Linked DNA regions of Pan troglodytes: region 1 is linked to region 2. A link is a contact called in public Hi-C data. All regions are on one chromosome and are shown on one strand. Each heading gives the region's core, a stretch centred on a gene start, on an enhancer-like site or on the middle of the called end of the contact. The rest is flanking DNA. Distances are from core to core; before and after follow the strand shown.

Evidence for each region. A called contact is a pair of places that touch in the nucleus more often than the background predicts.
Region 1: a contact with region 2 is called in a Hi-C map of stem cell-derived neural progenitor cells, with 2.8 times the contacts expected there. The contact joins the promoter of GDNF here to the enhancer-like site in region 2. A contact is called at or near these places in 1 of 7 Hi-C or Micro-C datasets (stem cell-derived neural progenitor cells) and 1 of 1 datasets of contacts at active chromatin or transcription factors (stem cell-derived excitatory neurons).

The regions. Positions count from the first base shown.
Region 1 is chr4:74,954,251-74,960,755 of NHGRI_mPanTro3-v2.0_pri, reverse strand. GDNF (glial cell derived neurotrophic factor) reads right to left here and starts at 5,174. Exons shown (of 3, transcript XM_526944.8): 1 at 4,072-5,174.
Region 2 is chr4:73,986,435-73,993,518 of NHGRI_mPanTro3-v2.0_pri, reverse strand. No RefSeq gene overlaps it. Among named protein-coding and RNA genes, the nearest start is that of OSMR, 36 kb to the right of the region's middle. Within about 2 kb of position 4,833, at least 11 of the 24 cell types and tissues checked have an H3K27ac peak or open chromatin away from gene starts, as enhancers often do. A contact at or near this core is called in stem cell-derived excitatory neurons and stem cell-derived neural progenitor cells, where this site is marked.

The DNA of each region.
Region 1 (6,505 bases), core at 3,925-6,424, 970 kb before region 2:
TCTGTTGCCAGAGCAAGAAGTTAGCAGGGACTTGGAGACTTTTGGCCTGTATGGGATATCTGGTTTAAGTTACTTAACTTCCCAAAGCACTGATTCGATTTAAAATACTCGTCCCACCTCTTAAAGTTATGAACATTAAATCACGCATGACAAGCTCTAGCGGAACATGTAGTAAGAGCTCAGTAAATGCTTTACCATTGCTGTTAGGCAAAGACTGCATTTGTCTTGAAAGTTTTAATCCTCCGTGGTATACCCGAAAACCCTCTCTTGACTGGATTTTTGCACCTTTGAGAGATTCTGGCCCTAATTCCTTCCCCTCCCAGAGGAGTCACTGGCTCCCCGCGCCCCCGTCACGCCTGGACGACTGTACCCAGTCTCGGACGCTTTGGAGGTGCTCTGGCACTGGAAGGCCTAGACTGTGGTACGGCGCAGAGTAGGGGGTTCAGCTCTTTTCAGCCCGAGATGGGCTCTGTTTGGCTTCTCAATCCTCACACCCCTACAAAGGAGGGCCACGCAGCTGGGGGTGGATTAGAAAAAGGGGCTGTAAATTTGGGGGCGAGTTCCAACCAATGAGGAGACGGGGAAGAACCGAGGCATCTTGGGGTGCAGTGTTATCCAGTGCCTTCCTAATCCCAGGGTTCGTCTCCAGAGCACTAGTGACCTAGAGAGAATCTCCTCAAGCGAAATCTGCGAGATTCATGCAGTCGATTATCCTATCCCCTGCTCCATAAAACGGATTCTTAGGAAAAACTCGATTTTTTTTTTTCCCATGCGGGAGGGAAATGCAAAACCCAGGTTAATGCAAAAACCTCAGTGCCTTTCCTAGCCATTAGTTCACAGGCACCCCCGCCTCCATTCCAGGGTTCCAGTCCTCATCTCTACCCGGAACCCCACTCCCTGTCCCGGTGCAGGCAACCCGGGGAAGCCTTTAATTCGGCCGCCACCTCCCACCTCTGCAGAGACTAATGCATTTTACATCTCCTGAGCGTCTGTTTGTTCGCTATGCAGCTGTTGGGCTCGAGAGGGTGTAGGGACTAGAAACTCCTAGTGACCTGCAGCACCGAGCGCCTCTTGCCTCGCGGGCTGGTTTGCAAACTCGGGAAAAAGCTAGGTTCTGGGTCGCGATGTGCAGACACAGGAAAACTGCACCAGGCCATGCAAAATGAGCCCAGAAAGGTACTTTGGCAGCTAGGACCTGGGGAACGCGAGCTTCCCCCCTCAAGCCCCCCGCCGGTGCCAGCTCCCGGGTGCGTGCGAAATGGCTGGCGGTCCGACCGGAGGAGCATGGAGGCGCGGGGTTAACGCGCCATTCCAAATCGCGGTGCCCGCCAGCAGGAAGCCACAGAGGCACTAGATTTCCCTTCCGTCTTAAGAGGGTTTTCCCTTTTTTCCTGCTTGGCCGACGGAGGGCTTTTTAAATTGGACGTGGAGATCCTCAATTAGAAGTGTGGCGAAGCTGGCAAAAGACTACACAGTGGAAAACTCCCCGCCTCGCCAGAGGAGGCTCCCGGCTGCGGTTCCCGCCCTCGGCCGAGCGCCGCCAGCGCCCGGATCGAGCTCCCCTCTTCCCCCGGGACAGGGAGGGCGCATTCTTCCCTCTGAGCGCCGCCGGGACCGGCTCCAGTCCGAGGGGCTCTTTCGTTCTCGGTATTTGCTGGGCGGGGGAAAAGGGGGGAGGTTGGGGGACTCGGCACACACAGCGTCTACTAGGACGTTTTTCTTAGAGTCCGTGTGGGCTCCACCCCTCGGCTTCTCAGTTTGTCTCTCTATCGCTTTCCCAAAACACATCTACATCTGCCCGACGCGTTTCTCCTCAACCATGGGCCTTTGCCCGCGGTGCAAACTGCTTCACGCGCCGCCACGTGCGAGAACCAAGCTCTGCTCCTCAAGTGACGGGGGCTCTGCTCTGCCAGGTGACCGCGCACCATTTCTCGTGCCTGGCAAGCTGGTCCCCTTCTGGGTCCGGGACCACCACGCCCCGGCAGGGCAAAAGCAGCAGGCCGTGGGCGCCGGCACCTGGTGGGTCCCCAGGCCTGGGGAGGCAAGGACGCCCAGGAAAGCCACAGAAGTGCTCGCAGAAGCAGCCGCTCGCCGCGAGGCACTTCTGAGTTCCCGGCAGCAGGGGGCACCAGAAACCGTCTGAGCCGTGTCGCGCCCACGCGGCCCGGAGGCTGTGTTATCATTTTGGTTATAAAACCGGAGAACCACCACTGCCTCTACGAGCCTCCCGAAATCCCATTAGCCCGGGAACCTGTGGCGGTCCTTACCGGCATCTCTGCTTTTCAGGCTCCCACCCTTCCATTCTCGCTGGTTTTCCTCTCCCCACTTCACCTGAGCGGGTTTCTTGGCAACCTGCTTTCAGACCATCCCCCACCCCTTCCACGCGTCACCGTGACAGCTTCGCAGGAGGCAGCGCTCCCGCCGTCAGTGCCCCCGCACCTTCTTGTGCCTGGCAGGCTGGGAGGTTTGTTTGGGCTTTGCCTTCAAGATCCAGGTCTCAGAGAGAGAAAAAGGAGGCGGTGGGGCGGGGAGACGGGTTTGCTATAAACTCGTTTTTTTTTGTTTTTTTTTGGCGGGGGGAGGTAGAGACAGAAATTGCTGGAAGATCTATTGCTTTTCTTAACTATGCTTCGTGTCCTTGACTGACAGAGGACTTATTCTCCCCTCAACCCCCCATAACTGCGGGGCCCAAGATGAGGGAAGGAAAAAGAATTTGGGACACTTCTCGCAGGCAAACTGGGAAAGCGGTCTGACTGTTTAAAGGGCCGGGTTTCAGGCCCGAGAGCACCCGAATTGCTAGCGGGAAAGGGCTAGGGACACGGCGGACTTCCCAGAGATCGGACACTTGTTACTTGTTGAAAAGGCGCCACCTTCCCTGACAAAGCGAAGGCGCAGCGAAACAGTACGAGTTTGGTCGAGGCCGGCTTTGACGGCTTTGCGGGACTGGGTGCGTGAATGAGGTTGGAAGAAACATCTCTTCCTTGAAATACCTAAGCATATATTCCAAATACTGAGCAAGAGTCGAGCGCGTTCTAACATCTCCGCAGCAGGGGCCGGAAGAGTTGCCTTTGTCCCCGCCTATGAGCAGAAGGGTCGCGAGCTCTGGGATGGGTAAGCCCCCCGGGGGCGCGCACAAGGGTCCTGGCGGCGGATTCTACCAAAGCCGAAACTAGCTGGGCCCCAGGAAGCTGGCGGGAACCCGCGAAAGTCCGTTTCCAGCCCGAAGAGGGTTCGTTTTTCTTCGTTGGGGCAGGAAACAAACCACCAGCGCGGAATTAGCCTCGAGGTGGTGTAAAGTAGTGGCAGTGGTGGTGGGGTGTTTTTGGAAGGCGGCACAGAGTACAGGAGAAAAAGGGGTCATTAAAATAATAACCTCAATGGCCTAGTGGAGTCTCAAGAATACGTTCGAGACAGAGATTTGAATCCAGGACTGGCAAGAAAGCCCCTCTCCTAACCTCGACGGGGATGGTTAGTTGGGGTGGAGGGCGTTAGGAACGTGCAGGCAGCCGGGTGAGGAATGTAGCTTTGCCCCACCTCGCCCGGAGGAGGTGAGCCCTCCATTTTTAGGTTCTCAGCACCTTTGCAGCAGCCCCTCCCCCGGCCTGCGCTTTTCCTTGGCACAGATCAAAACAAGCTCAATAGTAAGTTGCACTCTTGGCAATGATAGTATCTCTGCACGTCCAGAGAGGACACATTTCGACGGCGGTGGGTTCGAAGATGACCCAAGCCCTGAATCGTTCTGTGACTTGACGGAAGAGCGCCTGGCCGAGTCGGGGAAGGAAACTGCCCCTCTTGGGCATTCCGGGTCCAGGCGCATCTGGGGCTCCACAGATCTTTGCCCACGTGGAAAAGGCAACATGCCCCTCCGAAAGGCCGGCCTCCCTCCGGTTCTACTTTTCTCTCTCCTCGCATAGCTTAGGGAACTCCCTCTAGTCTTTCCACTTTCTACTCTCACCGTTTGCTCTGGGGTCCAGACGCACCCCTCTGACTAGGGCGCCCTTCAGCCAGCCGCACCCACCCGCGACGCAGGCACCACCCGCTCCCTGCTCCCCGGCCCGCTCCCTCACTTACCTCGGATCGGGTCTCCGCAGACCCCAGGTTGGACATTAACTCCAGGTGCCCCAAGTCCCAGCCAGGAGACCCATCCGGGCTGATGGCTGGAGCGCGGAGCCCCGCCCAACAGGTCAGGGGCAAGAGTTCGCAATCCTGGGGTCGCGCGGGGCAGAAAGGGCGCGCTGGAGGCGGCGGCCAAGACTCCCGCCGCCGCCGCCGCCAACAGGGCGAGGGCTGCCGGCAACTCTCCCGCCGGGCCCCCGCACCCCCAGAAGCCGAGGTCCGAGCAGCCGCCGCTGCTTTGGGTGGGGGGCTGACAGGGCTGCGCGCGCCGCGCTCTTGGCTGGAGCTGCGCGGGCCCGGGGCGCTGCGGGCGGCTCAGCGGCAGCTGCCGCGCTCTGCGCCTCCTCTGGGCGCACTGCCTGGGAGCACGAGACTGGCTTGTCTGATGCTGCTGCCGGAGCTGAGGTCTTGCCTGGAGATCCGAACGAGACACCACGTCAACCGGCGCGGGGAGTCCCGTGAAGACATGAGGGCGCCAGGAGCGCAGGCTGGTCTTCTAGAGCCCGGGCTGGGGGGCCGGGGTCCGGGGTGGGGGAGGGGAGGCGCGGGGCCCCGGGAGGGAGGGGTCGGGAGGCGTCGGCTGGGCCTGGCGGTGGGGGAGGAGAGGGGAGCAGCGAGGAGGCCCTGGAGTTCCCGAGGCGGGGGGCCGGGGTGCGAGTGGGCGACGCGAGGCGCCCCTCCCTGGGCTGCAGGGAGAGCGCTGAGAGCGTGGAGACGCCGCGGGGCTAGCGCCTTCTCCTCTCCGGGTGGATCAGAAATCGAGAGGAATGTGCGGCGCTCTGCGCGGGCCAGCCGAAAGGGGCAATCCGAACTTGACCGCGGCGCCCGCGCCGGGCTTTGCCCCCGCGCGCCGCACTGGGAGGGTGGCGCTCTGCCGGTGCAGGGCAGCTCTGGGCTTTCCTCGCGCCTGTCGAAGGCCGGCCTTCCCGCTCGGGTGTCTCGCCCTCTCGCTTCTCCGCAGGGCAGGAGGCAGTGGCGAGAAAAGGAGCTGCCGGCCGGAGTTCTAGCACCGAGAAGGAGAGGTGCGGAGCGGCCGGGTGAGGGAAGCCGAGTATTTGCCAGGGGACGCTGCGAGTGGGGATGAATTTATAGGGCTCTCACTCCGTGACGTGCCCTCCAGTGGCTTTTCTGATTCGCTTTCTGACCTAAACACACATTAGTTTAGTCCCCATGCTAAGGCCAACACGGTCTCCAAATATCTGCTGGCTGAAGTCAGAGGCTTTGCATATCATGTATTACATGGCAGGCAATGAAGAAGGCTTCTGAGGCTGGCCGGCTCCTCAGTCCTAGGCTCCATTTTCATGCTGTTGTAATCTAATACCAGACATGGGGTAGGCACATACATTCAAAATCCCAATTCCAGAGGCGTAAGATCACTTTATCAGGAACGGGTTAGGGGAGGTTGAGTTAAACCTGCTTTTATCCAGATTTTCGAAAATGCAGATGGGAAACTTCAGCAAGCGCCCACTTGGGTGCTGAGTTTCCAGCGATCAGGGGCCCGGCCCCCATTCCAGAGCTCTGTGGATGGGAGAGGTGAGACCTTCTGGGCATTCCTTTTGTTGGTTAGTTCACCACCAGAAGCTGCCTGAGCCTTCTTTTGTAGAGGACAGGAGGAGGGCAAGTCCTTACACACCCTGTGCATGGCTATAACCATAAATACATTTCATTCACATGGGGCATGGAATTGGCTGTACCTCTAAAATAATGTACTAAATAGGGCATGTCTTTGCTAAGCAGAAACCTGTTTTCTGGAAGCCATTGGACCTGAATTCAGTGGGACCTCTTTTATTTTATTAGCTGGGGCCAGGGAAAGTGTAAACAGGCTCAGTTTACGTCCATGTACCTCTTATTTTATGACTCATCCGGTTGTTGGGGAGTATGTGTTCTTCAAGTAGCTGATACAGACAATAGGCAGGGGAAATGCGTGTGGCAGTGTGGGGGGAAGATCATGTATTATTAAACTTCTTAAAAGTCAAAGATCAGCTACTTTGCAGGTTTGTCAGTGAAGCGAGTGTGGGAGGAAAATTGTTCTTACTAACGTTGCTGTGATTTAAGATTAAGCGAAGTGAAAATCGAGTCATCCAAACATACCTTAGCTGAAATTAGGATGCTCTCTGCAGTTCTGCAGAAAATGACATTTCCCTCTTTGATAGATTTATGGTAGAAATGTAGTTAGATTCAGAAATTAGAGGGCAGAATAAGCTTAATATATTTATTGCCGTTTAGCATTGTTTTTGGAATTTGAAGACGACCCTCATCAATGTTCTTAGTCTGAATGATTTCTTTATTTTTAGAGGGCTTTTTGCTGGGGATGATCAGCCCGTCCAAGCACCTGCAAATATCTAGCACTTGCTGTGTGCCAGGCAAAGTGCTAGGCCCTGGGCATTGT
Region 2 (7,084 bases), core at 3,584-6,083:
TTTGCACCTATGGCAGTAAAATAGAGCAAGCTGCCTGGTTTCATCACCCCTCCCATGCTCTGTAATGCTATTAGACTTTACAGAATCCTTGGGAAAAGAGCCCTTTTAGGCACTGCAATATTAACTTCAGGAAAGGTGAGAGAGGCTGGGATCCAAACAAAATTTAAAAAGAAGATTATCTCCCTCTATTCAGTACAGGACATGGTACCAGCTGTTTAGGAGATTACTAGGCCATAAAGCATCTATGCACAAACAATTACCAAGGCAGAAAATGTCATTCCTTCCCATTTTCCATGCCCCAGTGTGAGCAGAAGAGGTCACTAGTAAGGTTTCAGCAGGAAAGGGGCTGCCTGCTTACCCAAGCACATCCTCCCAGCTCAGGGAGGGCCTGGCCTGGCTCCTGTCAGGTTTTCTTGCCTAACTCCATCCCTTCTCCAACTATCCTTACCCACATTTGACCTCCCAGAACTCCTTTTTGTTCTGCGTAGATCTAAGTTAGATGTAGGTTAGTGTTGTTTCTGTCAGATTACTGGCAACACTACTTCAGTGATGATGTCTACTCTTTAAGATGAACCTGCAAGGGCCAAGGCTGGTTCTGTGGCCTATGTACATTCAAAAAGGTTGAGACCTTTTCATATCATTAAAAGTACATTTTTACCATAAAAATGTAGGCGATACAGTAACTTCCCTGTCCAAAAAATATCTACTGTATATACTCTGAAAACAATAGTGGGAGATCTGGAAAAATCAATTACGTGCCCTGCATTTCCAGGATGTATCCAAAATACAATAAAAGAAACTTAGAAGGCTTGAAAGATGGTTTAGAGCTGAGCAGGCTTGCACTGATTAAAAAACCCAGTCCCCCTGGGAAACTGAGACTCGAAGAAATAACATGATATGTCCACGCCCAAACAGCTAGTTAGTTGTGGAGCTGGGTTTTGAGCATAAGCCTCGACTCCCGTGATAAAGTGTAAATATTACTCAGGTTTTCTTGACTTCTTATTTCCATTCAGTGAAGGCATCATTTTTACAAAAACAATATCACATGCAAATGGGACTTTCCAGTGTTTGCTGATGGATTGGCAAACAGTACTTAGATTCTCACTGAAACCCAACTTTTCTTCTCACTGCATGCACAATGGGATCATCGGTTCCCTTGCCGGGCACCGAGTAGGGAAGAGAGTTCTGCTAATGTGTCCCAATTCCTTGGGATCAGCCCAAATTGCCCCAAGGTTTAGGGATTTGCAATACCAGACATTTGACTGGATTATTCAATAGTCATCTCCTCCCCACCCCCAAACCCCTGTCAAAAGTGCAATAAGGCACATCAAAACAGCATCTTTAGAAAGAAGTTTTAGTATACCTTCTTGAGACAAAGCTAAGCTTTTGGTGTTGCAAACCAACAATGGCTCTCATAGTCCCTCCCTCCAGGAAAATTAATAATACATGAGGATTTTCAGGAATTGCTAGAAGCATGATACCCACTCTTTCCAGATTTCCTGGAAGAATACTGATTTCTGTCTGACAAATAAGTTCATTAAGCATGTCATGAAAATTTAATTTGATTTTCAGATCTTTGCAAATGTATCCTATTCATCAACCCATTCGTGAGAAAAAAGAATCCTTTGATGGACCTTGTGTCCTGATGGTTTGTTTGGAAATGCAGGGGGTGCAACCCAATATAAAGAATGAGCTGAAGACAAGAAAGCAGCCTGAGAACCTCCATGCTGGCCTGGTCTCGGCTCCTCCCACCTCCACCCAGCCCCCACCTCCTGGACGGCAGGCAGGGCAAACATCTATGCTCCACTCAACACACATGCATGAGGAGCATTCTTTCTTCCCACAAGGCAAATTTCATTTTTGCAGAAAATGCGTCTGACTCACTTTCTCCTCTGAGGGTTACGAGATGTCCTGCTATAGGTCACAAGTTCAGCTGAGTCATGAATGCTGAATTGCCAGCTGTGCTCATCCAATCATATTTAACATTCAGAAGTGCCATGAAACCCCAAACCCACAAAAACAACTTAACTGCAGGGCCCAGACCAAATCAGTAGCAGAGGGGGGTTTCAATGCTGTTCTGTCAGCCATTTTCCCCTGAACCCCAATCTTTACCCCCCAACCCTCTGGCCATCATGTCCTATCATCCTTCCCTCCTCTCCATCTTCTCTCTGTCTCTCTGTCCCTGCATTTCCAGTCTGGTTAAATCTGAGTTTCAGCCGGGCGTGGTGGCTCACACCTGTAATCCCAGCACTTTGGGAGGCCAAGGCGGGTGGATCACGGGGTCAGGAGTTCAAGACCAGCCTGGCCAACATGGTGAAACCCCATTTCTAATAAAAATACAAAAATTAGCCGAGCATGGTGGCGGGAGCCTGTAATCCCAGCTACTCGGGAGGCTGATGCAGGAGAATTGCTTGAACCCAGGAGGCGGAGGTTGTAGTGAGTGGAGATCGTGCCACTGCACTCCAGCTTGGGCGATAGTGTGAGACTCCGTGTCAAAAAAAAAAATCTGAGTTTCAATGTGCAGCGTGATTTATTCTCTTCCTCATGATTGCTGTCAATTCCTGGCTGCAGGAACAAGGATCTTGCCAACAATCCTGAGCCAGAGAGTTCTGAGCTCCCCACCCTTTCTTCCTGTCACCTTCCGATTCATTTCCTGCAAGCTGTGACCCTTTCTTGGGAACATTAATTAGCCATGATGCTTTTTTATCAGAATTCTAGGAAAATGATACCGGTATGACTCACACTTCTGCTGTTTAAACAGTATTTACTATATTTGAGTGCAGCAGATGAGCTTTTTGCAGGGTGCTTACTATATAGATTTATGACCTTCTATAACCATTCTGGGAAAGAAAGAAAAAAGCACGCATCAGCACCACTTAATGAGGTTTTACCATATCATTCAAACTTTTAGAGTGAAAACATATGGGATGCAATATCTTTAGATGATCTCATAAAAGCCTTTATTTAGGAATACAACACATTTCTTTCGTGAGGCTAGTTTTAAGAATGAAGTTAACACCACCCCCAGAGATTATATTCTACCATTCCTTGCTTGATAAGAGGGTGATTTTTACGATCTACACTGTAGCTATCTAAGGGATTTTACAATCTATGCAGTCATGAGCTGGATTAAATAAACTATGTAAATTTATGTGGACCAGGGTCTAAATTAATTCAGGCCAAAATAAATCAAACCTTAGCTAGACCATGATTTAATTAAAAATTGAAAATATGACTCATGGCACTTAAGTATACTGATGTTTACTGCCAAAAGAAGCATTGTTCCCGTGACAGAGATAAATGCAGGAAGGGCTGATAGATTCCTCAAGGTTGAAACAGAGATACTGAGATGGACATGGCATCATACACATTTCTACAATTGCTCAAATAAATATCTTTTGGATGAGTATCACAAGTGAACTCAAAATATAGTCATGAAAAATCCATAGATATATATGTTTTTATTCCCAGCTTCTTCTCTCTCTAATTTTGGAGTTTTTGTGTTTTTCTTCTTGTGACTATATATATGTCATATATATTCATATATACATTAATATATAATCTCTATATATGAATATGTTTTTTGTCAATTTTTAAAAGCTCTTCTCCTTCCCGTTTTGACTTTTATATATTACTTATGTATTTTCTCCCTTCTATTTTCTGGAATCTGTCCTCTGACTTGCAATGTTAAGAGCATTCCTACTAGTGTGTCCTGTGCTGTGCAGGTTTGCATGTTTATGAAGCTTCCTTCTTGGAATATATGGACGATCTTTCACCTGGCTGAGGCTCCTCCTCCTCTTGCGTCCTCAACAAGGACCCGCGGCCACTGTCAGGGCTGCCCTCAGCATGACGCGGATTTCAGGGAAGGCTGGGTAGGGTAGGAATGTGTTTGAACCCCAACCAGGACCCATGGGAGGACTACTATGTGGGTGTTTAGGCAGCTATCAGGACAGTATTTGAAATCCAGATTCTCCGGGGCATGCGGCCTTGGCCATCACGGATCTGGGGGACTCCCAGGCTGCAGACACTGCAGGCAGAAGGAAGCCGTGGTTCCTCCTGGAGGCGCGAAGGCAGTGAAGTCGCCTCCACTCCAGTGTTCTGCTCTTGCTCCCTGCAGCCCTCGCCGCCCCGCCCGGTCCACGACCAGCTCCTCCCTGGGGATCTCTCCGAGCAGTGCCATTTTGCAATTCATCCTCCAACATTTCCAAGTAAAGCTTTTCTGTCATATTTGTGTTCGGGGAGTCTCTAATGCTTTAAGGCAAAGAAGTCAGTAATTTGGAGCTTCAGGCCTCTAGCAGGGTGGGAAAGGGGATTCTCTTGCTAAGTCAGTAGGCGCCTGGGTGTCCTCCAAACCCCATAGGGCTTGTGGGACCTGTGCCACCCCTCCTACAACAGGGCCTCCTGTTCCTCCACAACAAGCTGGCTCTGTGACCTGCAGGATGGAGAAAGGTTGTCCTGGCCCCTGCCAGACTGGGAAACATCAGGGCTCTCAGGAAGGACAGGGATTTCCCCACACATTAACCTTGTGCAGGGGATTGGGAGGGAGTTGGTGCAAACCTTTGAATTATTGTCCCCTTCCTTTCACTCTTCAATATGAGCGTGAGCCTTCCTCCCCAAATACATGAACAATTTTTAGGAGACTTAGATAGAGAGAAACGCAATATTTAGGATCAAGTTTAAGATCCCCCAGAATTTCCCTCAAGAACGGCTAAAGCACATGGCCAAGAATCCCCTCACTACCAGCTGTGATCAATCAGGAGAGGGGAGGGGGCAGCTCCTAACACGACAGAGGCGAGTCTTGGCAAACGGATCTCATCTCCTGTGGGCTGGTCTGATCTTAAACTCCAAGGGAACCGCAAAGGCCTTTGTTCCTGCCTCACAGAAGGCGGCCGCCCGGGAAGCCGAGGAAGACCCATGCATTAGCCTATGGCGCCACCTAGCAAAAACAGGGGGTACTTAAGAAAGATGGAGCTGGGAGGTTGTGGGGTTTGTTTTGGATTGGTTTTTTTCCACAACCAGAAAAGGGGGTTTCCATTTCATTCACAGAGTTCTGGGAAATGGAATTTGTATAAAACATTTTTTGGTCATGATGGAAAACATTTATTTGACTCTAATGAGAGAATCTGACCCAAAGGCAATAGTAATCAAAACTTACGAGGACAAGTGCTTGATTCTCTGAACTTGTTTTTTTTTTTTTTTTTTTCTAGTAATAGCTGTGACTATGCAGTTTTTGCTTCAAAAAGAACTTGATTCTATCTTACGTTAAAGATATCTTAAGTTAAAGAGTTACTTCTGGGCGATGTCTTCATGTCCAGAAGGGAAGAGGGGCTCACCAAGGACACGGTGCTGCAGACAAACAAGTACGGTTGTGTCAAGGGACATTCTGACAATTTTATGATGTCACTTTGCCCCTTTTGGGTTCTGGAAAGTGAACTGTGGCTTCCCTGCTCCCACACATTAGCCCCATGAGGAGACACTTGGTGTACGTGCTGAAAATGCAGCACACCCGGCCGGGCACGGTGCCTCACGCCTGTAATCCCAGCACTTTAGGAGGCCGAGGCGGGCGGATCACCTGAGGTCAGGAGTTCGAGACCAACCTGGCCAACATGGTGAAACCCCATCTCTACGAAAAACATATAAAAATTAGCCTGGCATGGTGACAGGCGCCTGTAATCCCAGCTACTCAGGAGGCTGAGGCAGGGGAATCGCTTGAACCCGGGAGGCGGAGGTTGCAGTGAACCGAGATCGTGCCACTGCACTGCAGCCTGGGCAACAGAGTGAGACTCCGTCTAAAACTAGCATCCTAATAAACCAGTCATGTTTTTTGATCCTACCTGAAGCGGTCTTCGTTAATTAGCATAGCGTATTGTGCCTGCGTAGCAGCCCCCAATGGCAATTTCTTTTTGATACCTTCACATTGGCAGCAGAAATAGGAGCAGGTGTCCAGCTTTTAAAAATTCTTTTAGGAGGTGCAGCACACCAACATGGCACATGTATACATATGTAACAAACCTGCATGTGGTGCACATGTACCCTAGAGCTTAAAGTATAATAATAATAAAAAAAAATTCTTTTAGGAGAAAAGCATTCAAAAAAGTTTGAAGACCACTGCTCTATCTCAAATGGATGCTCAATTAATGCAGTTGACCAATTGATAACCAAGGTTTTTTTTGTTCACTTGCTTTTTCATGTATTACATTTTAAGTTTCTTAAGTGCAAGGATCCTGCCTGGCTACCCTATACTCCCAAACAGCAAGAAACTGTTATGTAATTTTAGATTAAACACCTAGACTATTTGAAAACTGGTACCTTTTCTTAATCATAGTAATATGACCAAGAGTCATATTATTAGTCAATTGAACTGACACTATAGGCAAATAAAAACAAGAATTAATTTTTGGAGCCATCTTTGAAGGGCTAGCCTCTGTGTATCGTCATTGACTCTGGTCTATTATTCTATTCAACCAATGCCTCACAAGAATCAAGTTACAACACAACATTATGAACAGCCCATTTCTTAGGATATGGCAAACCGATGCCTTTTCCCGCAAGGCGAGTGCCTAAGGAATTTACCAGAAAGACTTTGACAGTGATTAATGTCAGTGAAATAGCACTTTATTGTTAGAAGACATGGGATACATATCAACATACAAAACTTAAAGCGGAAGCCAAAGTGCAATGCTTCCTTGAGCTTCATTGACCAAGATAAATGAGGTCGTGCTCAGGCACTGGTGGTGGGAAAAATGGCTTGACAAATCTGCTATGTCCAGTATCTCCAGGCTTCACGTGGCTTTTTATTTATGCCTAATTAAACTGCAAAAAAAGGAATATTAATTTGATTTGAGAGCAGAGTAGTCTACATCTTCCTATTTTTTATGTTCATCCTGCACCCATATTTGTATAATCACACATTCTCATCTGAATTGGATCAAGAGTCTTTGTTCTGAAAAATTATTACAAATTCTTTATGGATAAGAAGACATGGATAGCCATACTAAAGACCAAAGACTTTTTTGACTGCTGTATTCTATAGCATTTGCTTTCAGGTCTGATTGCAATGTTTTGTACTAAGCACACCAGAAAT